Linked DNA regions of Mus musculus: region 1 is linked to region 2. Evidence: chromatin contacts called from public promoter capture Hi-C data. All regions are on one chromosome and are shown on one strand. The core of a region is the stretch at or near the end of the contact, and the rest is flanking DNA. Distances in the headings are between cores, read along the strand shown.

Evidence for each region. Promoter capture Hi-C pulls out the DNA fragments that hold promoters and counts their contacts.
Region 1: a promoter capture Hi-C map of the HPC-7 cell line shows a contact between it and region 2. The contact joins two enhancer-like sites. A contact is called at or near these places in 4 of 39 promoter capture datasets (the HPC-7 cell line, cranial neural crest, maxillary cranial neural crest and 1 more), 1 of 484 Hi-C or Micro-C datasets (bone marrow-derived macrophages), 1 of 115 datasets of contacts at active chromatin or transcription factors (acute myeloid leukemia) and 3 of 9 other capture datasets (embryonic stem cells, liver and pancreatic islet).

Annotation. Positions count from the first base shown.
Region 1 is chr2:71,814,837-71,820,850 of GRCm38.p6, forward strand. It overlaps Itga6 (integrin alpha 6), which reads left to right. Exons shown (of 26, transcript NM_008397.4): 2 at 1,794-1,918; 3 at 3,645-3,724; 4 at 5,163-5,418. Among named protein-coding and RNA genes, the nearest start is that of Itga6, 31 kb to the left of the region's middle. Within about 2 kb of position 1,890, at least 39 of the 459 cell types and tissues checked have an H3K27ac peak or open chromatin away from gene starts, as enhancers often do. A contact at or near this core is called in the HPC-7 cell line, where this site is marked.
Region 2 is chr2:71,489,577-71,495,726 of GRCm38.p6, forward strand. The region is part of intron 1 of Metap1d (methionyl aminopeptidase type 1D (mitochondrial)); the gene reads left to right. Among named protein-coding and RNA genes, the nearest start is that of Dlx1, 37 kb to the right of the region's middle. Within about 2 kb of position 4,100, at least 16 of the 459 cell types and tissues checked have an H3K27ac peak or open chromatin away from gene starts, as enhancers often do. A contact at or near this core is called in the HPC-7 cell line, where this site is marked.

The DNA.
Region 1 (6,014 bases), core at 640-3,139, 320 kb after region 2:
AAATTTGGGGACCCGGGGGGCAATTGCTTCCCTAAGTCTCCACTTCAGTTCCGTTGCTTTGGTGTGTGCGGGTTCATCATTTCCAATGTAGACTTGGAACTAGAAGTGGGCAGTGCGAACTGCCTCAGGTGAGGAGATGGGTTATCTGTCTGGTAGGAAGGGCAGCCACTGTCCCCATGGAAGCCATCGTCATGCTCCTGTTTCTCCTGGGCAGATGTGATCCCCTTCCCCCTGTTGCACCTGCAGCAGCATAGCCGTTAGTGTATTTACTTTTTAACTGGGATCCATCCCAGCAAGGAAGAGGTAGTGGGGATGTTAGCTAGAGTTGGTTTTTGTTGTTCATTTTGCACCTGACCCTGCAGGCTTCCCAGTGCACTTTGCTGATGTTAGCTAGCGTTGGTTTTTGTTGTTCCTTTTGCACCTGACCCTGCAGGCTTCCCAGTGCACTTTGCTCCCTTCAGAGGGTTTATTGTTTGTTCCCAGCTGGCTTTCCATCTCCAGCCCATACCTCAAAGCTCTGGTTTCCACTTCTCTGTGTGGTCCGGTGTGTGTTCTTTCTTTCTGTCTCTTGTATTGTTTGTTTCTTACCCTAGAGGTTGTAAACCACGTGACCAGCCAGCCCCTCTGCTAATGAAGTGAAAGCTCTCCGCTGCCTGCCGATCATGAGTTGGGATTAGGAGCCACTCCTTGGGGAAAGTCTGGGGTGGAGAGAAGAGGAATGTCCCACCCACAGCTGCCACTTCATTTCTCAGCCTTTGTGGGAGACTGGTTGATATGGGGGAGCTTGTATCATGTACCCATGAGACAGAACATCACGTGTTGCACTTTAAATAGATGGAGATTCTCCTTGTCAACTATATCCTCAATAGAGCTGAAGAAAAAGAAAAAGGGAAGAGATTAATTGTGACATGGGCAAGAGTTGGATTCTTAATCTGTAGATACAGTGTTGCAAAGCTAGGTGTAGTCAAAGTGTTCCCTGGAGGATACCTGTCTTAGTCAGGGTTTCTATTCCTGCCCAAAACATTACGACCAAGAAGCAAGTTGGGGAGGAAAGGGTTTATTCGGCTTACACTTCCATACTGCTGTTGATCACCAAGGAAGTCAGGACTGGAACTCAAGCAGGTCAGGAAGCAGGAGCTGATGCAGAGGCCATGGAGGGATGTTCCTTCCTGGCTTGCTTCCCCTGGTTTATTCTGCCTGCTCTCTTATAGAACCCAAGACTACCAGCCCAGAGATGGCACCACCCACAAGGGGCCTTTCCCCCTTGATCACTAATTGAGAAAATGCCTTACAGCTGGATCTTATGGAGGCATTTCCTCAAGGGAAGCTCCTTTCTCTGTGATAACTCCAGCTTGTGTCAAGTTGACACACAAAACCAGCCAGTACAGTACCTGGGGGGGGGGGGGGGGGGGGGGAGGCAGCGTTGGAAACAGATGTGTACCTACTAGATAGAACATGATGGCTGCTTCCCACCTAGAGTTGAGAGAGAAAACTGTTCTGTGAGTCACATGGTCTATGCTTGTTCTATGAAGAGTGTCTTCCGATACCAGCATTGCGCCCAGCTACCTGCCAGTTCTGTAAGGGACAGGCTCACTCTCCTCTGTTTGACACCAGGTGTCATTCCGTCTCAGCTGTGAGACCTGTGCCCCGGAAGCCTCTATCTTTGTTCTCTTCCACTCCTCAGCAGCTGTGGGACTCGTGGGCTGCAGGGCAGAGAATGATGCCCACAGCTCTGGCTAGACTTTAAAATATGCAACATTCAAGTCCCTAAGTTCTTTCTGTTTTGTCACCAGGTTGCTTGTGGGGGCACCTCGGGCAGAAGCACTCCCGCTGCAGAGGGCGAACAGAACAGGGGGCCTGTACAGCTGTGACATCACCTCCCGGGGACCTTGTACACGGATTGAATTTGATAATGACGGTGTGTTCTGCCCTCACTGTTCGTTTGGCCAGCCTGTCTGTGCCATGTGACACTTGCCACCAGATAGGACAGGAAACAAAGCATTTATTCCTGCAGAGAAGGCCTCTCACTTTTAATTTTTTGTCAGTCTTGAGTGTTTTATCTGTCCTGAAAATACTTGTTGCCTCGGTTCATCCCGGTTAAACTAGAATGGTGTGTTTATGTTGCCACCTAGTGGTCTGTTGAGACTGTTGCAAAATTGAGTTCATGGCTGTGAAGAAACACTAGAAGGGGGGAAAAAAGTCACGTATTGTTAAAATGTTGGGGGAGGGGGGCAGAAGCCAGGTGGTGACAGCCTACACCTTTAATCCCAGCACTCAGGAGGCAAAGGCAAGCGGATCTCTGTAAGTGTGAGGCCAGTCTGGTTTACAGAGGAGTTTACACAGAGAAACTTGTCTCAAAAACAAAACAAAAAAACAAACAAAAAACTGGGGGGAAAGACTTATTTTGTTTACTTTTCTTTATTATTTAACTCATGTATTTGTATATGTTTGCCTGTTTTTGTGGTATTAGGGCCTTGTGTATCCTATTCAAGTGCCTTACCACCAATTTGCATCTCTAGCCCTGAAAAACTTTTCTTGAAAATCCTGTAAAATGAGAACGGAACAGCATGAGTAAAATCTCCCTGGAGATTGTGGTACAAGAGTTAGGGTAGAGCCAAAATAAGTTTCAAAATTCTTCAGGAGGCACATTGGTGACTTGGCTGCATATATGTCCATGTGAGGGCGTTGGAACCCCTGGAACAGGAGTTACAGACAGCTGTGAGCTGCTATGTGGGTGCTGGGAATTGAACCCAGCTCCTCTGAAAGAGCAGCCAGTGCTCTTAACAGCTGAGCCATCTCTCCAGCCTCCAAAAGGGTCTTTTAAACTCCCGACTCTTACCCAGCTAAAGCTGCCACCTCTGAAAGACAGGCTTGTTTCCCTTTTATTTTAATATCCCATTTTATAAAGCCTCTGGGTGGCTGGAAGATGCCATAATGGAGTCCATATGTACCACCAGCTAATTTACCTGGTTTCCGGTAGGCTGGGCAGAGCCATTAGTGTTCCCAGAAGCTTGGAGGAAACCAAATTTGATTATTGGCCTAAGTAGACAAGCAGGCTCGTGTTCGCATTGTCGCCTGCATTCTTCAGGAATAGTGTGTTCTTACTGATTAGGAAATGCTCCATAATAATGGCAGAAAACCTATAAATATACAGATACATGTAAAGAAAAAAGGGTAAAATGCCACTAGTCTTAGTATCTAGATAGCACCTTAATATTTTTATTCTCATTAAGGAAGGCAAAAATAGATTTAAATTGATAATGAAATGAACACATGGTGATATTTCTGTGTATTCTCTTTCCCTTCTCCATTTAAGACAATAATTGAGTCTGTTGTATAAAGCATTGAGGAATGAACAGAGAAGTACCCATTTTCTGTTAGTTGAGACACTATGTTTTACATTGCTGCATCAGAGGCATCTACTTCTCCGTTACACAAGTTTCAAACATCCTAGGTATAGAGTTTTTATGAATGATTCAGGTAACCATGTCACAGTCTCCTTGAGATAAGAAACCAATGTTCAGGATTCACTGAGTTTCCTGTGTAGCCAGGCGTGGAGTCTTCTTATGTTACCCTGTGGATCTGTGTAGGCTTCTGGTCACTCCAACACACTAACTGTCAGTGTTACCCATGTTCTTCTGCAGCTGATCCTATGTCAGAAAGCAAGGAAGACCAGTGGATGGGAGTCACTGTTCAGAGCCAAGGTCCAGGGGGCAAAGTGGTGGTAAGTGTGGAAAACCGCACCATCCTCAGTGCTGACTGGCTATGGGCTCACAGCAGTGGCCACCAAGCTCCTGCCTCTGTTTACCTTTGAGCAAGAAGCACCCTGCTCTAACACCAGACCTGATGCCAGGAATGAGCCAAAACTTCAAGTCTCCTCTGTGTGTGTGTGTGTGTGTGTGTGTGTGTGTGAGAGAGAGAGAGAGAGAGAGAGAGAGAGAGAGAGACCTTAAAATATCCAGATTCAAAGACCTTAATAACACATTTTTTTAACATCTCTAATACTAGCTGCTCTTTAGACAAAAACAAAGTGAAAAAGCAAAGCCAAAGGATACCATTTCTGCCCTAGGAACATTTTGGAGTTTTATAGACAAAAGTATTGTAAACCATGGGGATGACTAAGGACAAACACTTCACCTTTACTCTGTTTACCCTTAACCTTCTCAGGCAGAAGGCAGGCAGCTTGATGGGTAGGCTGGTGGGAAGAGCATGACCTTGTCTCTTTCACAGTCTAGTTGCTGTAATAAAGTTTACACAGAAACTCGAGAGCAATGAGAAGCTTATACTTAAGGGGCACAGTATAGGATATCAACTGGGTTCCCTGTAACTAACCCAGACTGGGTTCCATGGAAGTAACCACAAAGACCCTTTAGAAAATGGAGAGTATTCTGTCTTTCTGGGCTGGGTAATTCTTTCTGCCTTTTAATGATGGGGAATAGTTCTCAAGACTTTGAGAGCACAGAATATCAACTGGGATTCACTGCCAGGGGATAGTGCCAGGAGAAAGAGAACACCTCTGCCTTAGCTGTGTTTGCTTTATCTCCTGAGAAAATATGTCCTTGCCCCTGTCCAGGACGCAGTTATTTACAGCCATTAAAAGCCAATTAAATAAAGAAGACGCAGGGAGGTGGTGTTGCCTTTTTTTCTGTGCAGGTGAATTTACAGGTGAATTGCCTGTGGATGTGAACTGGTATGTTAATACTTGGAATGAGGCTTTATTCTCTTAAGAGTAAGGCAGAAGCCCTGGGTCCTCTCTGTCTTGGTCATGACCTCTCGGAGTGGGGGGTGATTGGTATGCTCTGGGATCCCCTCCCTGGATAAGGACATATTTAATCATCTTACTTAGAACCAACCTCTTTATTATTGCTAAGCGTTCCAGTTCTGTCAAGTTTTTTGTTGTTGTTGTTGTTGTTTTGTTTTTAAAGATTCATTTATTTATGTCGTGTTATGTATGTGAGTACACTATAGTTGTCTGCAGACACACCAGAAGAGGGCATTGGGTCCCATTACAGGTGGTTGTGAGCCACCATGTGGTAGCTGGGGATTGAACTCAAGACCTCTGGAAGAACAGTTTAGATGCTCTAAACCACTGCACCATCACTTCAGCCCCCAGTTCTGTCAAGTTTTAAATAACAGGGTTTACCATTTCCACTTGTTGACAGACGTGTGCACATCGATATGAGAAACGGCAGCACGTCAACACGAAGCAGGAGTCGCGGGATATCTTTGGAAGATGTTATGTCCTAAGTCAGAATCTCAGAATTGAAGATGATATGGACGGAGGAGACTGGAGTTTCTGCGATGGCCGGTTGAGAGGCCATGAAAAGTTTGGCTCCTGTCAGCAAGGAGTAGCGGCTACTTTCACTAAGGACTTTCATTACATTGTTTTTGGAGCCCCAGGGACTTACAACTGGAAAGGTATGGCCTCTGTATTTACAGACACCTGGGATATCAGTAAAGTTTCTATAATATGCCCATGGTTTAGTACATTTTAAATGGGCTATAAGGTGTTTACTAAAGCAGGTAGAATATTAAAATAAAATCTCTCCTATGGATTTTAACAGTAAATGTTAAATGTTTTAGGGTCGGGGGTTTTTCTTCATCTGTGGAAGTGGTTAATCTTTTTCTCTAAGAATGTAGTAATTAATAGGGTTTGGGTTTTTTGTTGTTGTTGGTTGTGGTTTTTGTTTGTTTTTGTTGTTGTTTTCTGTTTGTTACTTGAAAGGTAAAACTGTTTGCTGTTGAAGTAAATGGTATGCACAAAGGACTGTGTTAACGTGGACATTGCATTGTGTGTTATTTTAGAAGGTCATGTTCTACTAATAGTTAATAACAAAAAGAACGGATGGCTGGCAGATGGGGGATTTTTTTGAGGCAAAAATTGGAGGCAATGTGAGGTAACGCTGTTTGGCAGTATTATATTATGGTGAGAAAAGGAGACATTGGGGCGTGGGAGGAAAATGTCCCATGGTTCTGATCAGATGAGTCGGGTCAATTCCTTTAATTAACATCAG
Region 2 (6,150 bases), core at 2,850-5,349:
ATTACCTCTGGGGGAAAGCGCATAAAAGTTGACATGGAGCGTGCAGGCTCATCTGCAGGCCAGCTCCTCACGCCGCTTCAGGATTCGGTGTTCTGACTTCTGGGAATACTCAGGAACCCGGTGTGCCACACTTATCATTTAGAAGCACAGTGTGCCCCGTAGGCCGGCTGCCAGGTTGTCGAGTCTACAGAGTGAGACTGTTTACAGCAATGTAAGAATACTGGTTCTGAGGTCTGTTGCAGAGACACAGGTCTCAGGGCAAGGCATGGTCTTCTCTTCTTTCTCGAGTGTCTAGGGACAGTCGGCCACCCTCCTTGATCCACTTGAGCTTGGGAGGAAGGGGTGGAGTGTGGGAAGTAGAAGCGGCAGATTGGACATTTCCCATTCTCTCGTTGGCCAACAGAGTGGGATATGTTTCCCTTTGGATCTGTTATAAAGGCAGCAGCATCCTCAAAACCCATCATCCGTCTGAACCGTGTACTTGCTGCCTGTGTCTCCTACTGTTGTTGTTGTTTCATCGCACATGTGTAGAGTTTCAGCTGTTTTATGGGTTCATAGGCTAGCCTCAGAACTTGGATAAGCCACTGCACATAGCCAAGACCACATATTTATCTTAGGATAGAGCTGGCTTTGTGCATCCTGAGTGCTGGGCCCCAAGAAGATTGAGTAAAAACTGTTTTGTTTTTTTGTTTTCATGCTGAAGTGGAAAACATCTCTAATAGCTATGGGAACTGAAGTTAGCACCACCAAAGCCTCTCGCCCTAGTCTGGAAAGTCAGCAGCCTGTCACCAAAGCACAGGAGGAGAGCAGGCGGCATGTGCCAAGCACAAGATGTTAGCTGCAAGCCTGCATCAGCGCTAACTGTGCCATTACCTCCTTCCTAGAGTTTCTAGGTTTCCTGAGAGACCGGGCAGTCTGCAAAAGCTGCTTGTGCCTATGCCTGGCTTATTTATTTATTTACTTTTGGTCTGGAGGGTTTTTTTAAAAAATGTGTACATATATGCATGTGCCATGTACTCTGTGTGTGTGTGTGTGTGTATACAGATGCTAGAGCAGATGTGTGGCAGTCACAGGATAGCCTTAGGAAGTCAATGCTTTCCTTCCACCAGATCAATTCTGGAGACTCAACTTGGATCTTCAAGCTTGGCCTCAAGTGTCTTTACCACTGAACTATATTGCTATTTCTATAACTTGAATTTTTGCATTTTTTACTGTGCAGTCAACTCTGGGGAGGAAAAGTAATGTGTTTTATTGTGTATCGTTGACATTGTACAGAAATTAACAGCCATGTTGGGCTAGAAACTTAACAATTTTTTTCATTTGTTTAGGGTTAAAGCACTGTATTAAATATATAAGGCCTTACCCACATGTGTTTGATTAAGAAACTAAGTGGGGTGGAGGGAGGTGGTGGCGGCTGGAGAGATGGCTGAGCAGTTAAGGGTACTGTCCACTCTTCCAGAGGGCCTGAGTTCAATTCCCAGCAACCACATGGTGGCTCACAACCATCTGTAATGGGATCCGATGCCTGGTTCTGGTTTGCAGGTGTACATGTGCACGCATGTGCATAAAATAAATCAAGAGAAAGCAAAAAAGAAGAGGAAAGAAACTAAGCAGGGAGGGACGCTGTGCACTTTCACCCGAGCTCTCGGAAGGCTCTGAGGTCAGCCTGGTTTGCATAGTGAGTTCCAGGGCAGACAGAGCTACATACTAAGACTCTGACTTGGGAAGGGAGGGAGGGAGGGAGGGAGGGAGGGAGGGAGGGAGGGAGGGTGGAAACTTAATAAAGTATTCTCTAAATTTAAAAAAACAAAACAAAACAAAAACTACTTGTTTTAGTTATGGTTACTATTTCTATAGTGAAACCCTATGACCAAAAGCAAGTTGGGGAGGAAAGGAAACTGTAAGTGAAATTATGCAAAGTTAAAAAAAAAATCTACCTTAATATTCATCCTTGGCAAGCTGAAGGGGTTTGCAACTCCCTAGGAGGAGCAACAACATCAACCAACCAGACCCCCCAGGTAACCCCATAGGAAGAGCAACAGTATCAACCAACCAGATCTCCCAGAGCTCCCAGGGACTAAACCACCAACCAAAGAGTGCACATGGAGGGACCCATGGCTCCAGCTGCATATGTAGCAGAGGATGGCCTTGTCAGGCATCAATGGGAGGAGAGGCCCTTGGTCCTGAGAAGGTTCGATGCCCCAGTGTAGGGGAATGCCATGGCAAGGAGGTGAGAGTGGGTGGATGGGTCGGGGAGCACCCTCATAGAAGCAGGGGGAGGGGGAGGGGATAGGGAGTTTCTGGAGGGGAAACCGTGAAAGGGGAAAACATTTGAAATATAAATAAAGAAAATATCCAATGAAAGAAAAGAAAACAAAATATTCATCCTTGCCTAGAGTGTAGTGGGATCTATCTATCTAAGGAAACACTGTGAGGTCCCTGAAAGAATTTTTTGTTAGACAGTTGTTTTCTATATACTAGAGAAAGAGATGCACTTCTTTCTCCCCTCCCCTCCCCTTCCTTTCCCTTCCCTTCCTTCCTTCTTTCCTTGTTTTTGTTTTTGTTTTTGTTTTTGTTTTTGTTTTTGTTTTTGTTTTGGGCTTGTCAAGACTTGGTTTCTCTGTGTAGCCTTGGCTCTCCTGGAACTCTGCAGACCAGGATACACTGGTTTGAACTCAGCGATACACTTGCCTATGCCACACAATTACTGGGATTAAAGAGATACACTACTTTCAAAATAGATGCTTAATAAAATCATAAGCACATAAAATGTAAAATATGATAGGAAGAAGATGGCTAACTCAAACCCAGCTTGGACTACCTAGAAAAGAGAAACAGGGCCTGGAGAGAGGATGGCTCAGTGGTTAAGAGCACCAGCTGCTCTTCCAGGGGCCCTGGGTTCAATTCCCAGCAACCGCATGGCACTTCACACCTGTCTGTAACTCCAGTTCCAAGGGATCCATAACATAATACAGACTCAACAACTGTGCACAGAGGAGGGGAAAAAACTAAAAATAAATAAAGAAAAAGAAAGCAAAGAAAAACACAAAGAATGAAATAGTGTGTAGAAAGTGTTTTCTTTGAGTTGTCACAGTCCCTACCAGAGGGCTCTGTGGAGAGAAATGACTGGGAACACTTCCATTCCTCCTGTGGAACAAGTTAGGGGAATGATTATCTTCGAGGGTAGTGCTCTGACCCGGTCACTAGCTTTGTAGGCCAAACCCATCCTACATCAGCCAGTACCAAGGTCAGCATGAGGTGGAAGGAAAAGAGACTAGGGTTGCTATGTGAAACTTCATAATCAGACTTTCTTTGCCCCTCCTCGGGTAGTTGTTTTGACTCAGGGCTAGGTCAGATGATCCTAGGACACCTGCATTTCGTCTCCTCCTGTCTCTTCTCCACTTCCCAGGACCCCTAAACAGATGCAGGTGGGGTTATATTGTCCACGGTGAGGACTCTGAGCCTGTGTGTCTCTGTCTGGTTCCCTCTATACACTCCAGGGCCCTCACCCTACCCCCCCGGGGACTCAGTCTCACTTGGAACCCTGTTCCTCAAAATGTACTTGTTCTTCTTGAATGGAAAAGGTCTTTGCTTGACATAGATTTTCATCAAATGCCTTTTTTTTTTAAAATTACAATACAGTGTCTCAGCAATCTGTCTCTGTGGGTGTTCACTCGAATTCTGGAAATAGAGCTAGGGTTTCTGAATAAATAATGAAACATGTGTTCAGAGTCTGTACCTCTTCCTTCTCTTTAACCACATCCTAGATATGGCCAATAGCCAGCGTCACTTGTGTGAATAGATTCTCTAGTTTTAGTTTCCCCCCTCTGCCTTCTGGCTGTCTGGATGATTAATGTGTCAAGGATAATACTGTTGACCCATTTCAGTCATGTCAAACAACACCCATTGCTCATCTATATAACGGGCGTACACACTGAGCCTTGCATCCTCAGCGAGGGAGCTGGTGAGCTACGACGTAGTGCTTTAGACATTACATCATGAAGATGTAAGACAATGGGAGTGGCTATCGCATCAAACGCTGTTATCCAAATGGTAATCGATAGTGAACAGCACGCACTGACCCAGCCAAAACCGTTCCTCTCTAGCTCTCCCAAGAGCAGGTGGGGTGGTGATGGCATACAGCAGTGTGTCAAAGTGTGCTTTAATATCACTCGACTATTATGGGATTTGTTACAAATAGTTGCTAATCAGTGATTATGGAAATAACACTTCTGAATTTTTTTGGGAAAAACTGGCTGACATTTTTTATCATAGTTTTATTAAACTGGTGTTTGAATAATTTTCAAGACAACTAATTTACTGTGGAAACTATTTTGATGAATGATCTGATAACAAAGATCAGCTTTGACAGCCCTTGAAACATTTACAGTGTGTAAGGGCATCCTTTGCATGGCGTTTTAAGTAAATGCAGAATTTGAAGGCACCAAATTTAGGCTAACAGGTTTCCATGGTTACACTTTTCCAAGTTATTTTGTGTGTTGTGTAAATAGGTCTGTGAGTCACTGATAATTATTTGTTGTTTTGTTTGTTCCATTGGTAATTCTGTGTTTAGCTGAATTTAATATAGTTCACAGCGCGTGCTTTGGTTTATGTATATTTTAGTGTTCATGATTGACAGTGATTGAGCATTTCTTATGGAGTGCTTGCCTTTTTTGTCATAAATGATGTATGTTGCTAGTCCTTGAAATGTAAACAAGTTCTTCCTGTATCACTGTTTAATAAACAGGAATTTTTGTGCAAAGACTTCTTGGTACATTTTAAACAATAGGCTTTGGAGAGATCTAGGTGTTTTTGTCAAGCAGATCGTACACCAAAACAAATATATTTGAGTTCTACAAATGAGGTTACCAAGGACAATGTAAGTGCTTAGGGTTAAGCACTACATTGACTGGATACAGCTTAGTAATGGGCTAAAAGCAGCAGCGTTCTAGACTGGGGTGTGCGCATGGTGGAGCGATAACCTGCAGTGCAAAAGCTCTAGGCTCAATCCTCAGCATAAGAAAGAAAAAAATTAATTAAATAAAATTGGAAATAGCATCTGATGTAAGTGTTAAGAGCGTGATGGTGAGCTTCCCAGGGGAATATTCTCTGCAGACAGGAGCTTTCCCTGGCAGGAAATCTCTCCGCCCACTCCGTGCACAACGTAAGAGTGTTTCTATACACCATGTTTAGAAGGTACTGAGGCTTGAAAAGAGGAGGGTCTTTTCCACCTACACTCGGAAGAAAAGACCTTCCACAGACCCTGCTGTGGACCACCAAATCAGCAAGGATTAACCCGAAAAACGCCAGCACTAAGCTGCATGAGTCTTCCTCGCGAGTTCAAGTCTTCATGCTGCCTAAGGTCTTGGTACATCTGTAGTCAGCTTTGGTGGTCAAGGTGGCCCCACTGTGATGCTGGGAGGGGCAGGGTGCTGTAGGTTCTTGCTGTAAGCAGCAGCTCTGGGGCCCCACCTAGGATCTCAGAACCCTTTGTAAATCACTTGCTCATCCCAAAGCATATTTTTTTCAAACTGAGGGTTTATCCTTTGCTCCTTTCTGTCTGTCATCGCACAGTTACCATAGCAACCTGCTGAGGAAGCTCCATTCCGATCAAAGGAGGAAAGGAATTTAGCCTGTCCAAGTAAACTGATGAGTGCTCAAGGGAAGGGAGTCAGTTCCGACAAGAATCCAAGAGCTGTGCTCACTTCAGCAGCAAACAGTAAAATCGGAATGAGCAGAGGTTAGTATGACCTTTGTACAAGGGTGACACAGAAAATTGTGAGGTGCTCCATTAAAAAGTGAAAGAGGCCTGCAGAGACGGCTCAGCAGTTAAGAGCACTGACTGCTCTTCCAGAGGTCCTGAGTTCAATTCCCAGCAACCACATGGTGGCTCACAACCATCTGTAATAAGATCCAACAGCTACAGTGTACTCAAATACATAAAATAAATTAATCTTAAAAAAAAGCACTCATATAAAATTAAAAAGACACTTTTTTGTTTGGTTGGTTTTTTGTTTTTTTTTGTTTTTTCGAGGCAGAGTTTCTCTGTGCAGTCCTGGCTGTCCTGGAACTCAGGTTGGCCTAGAACTCAGAAATCCTCCTGCCTCTGCCTCTCAAGTGCTGGGATTAAAGGTGTGTGCCACCACTGCC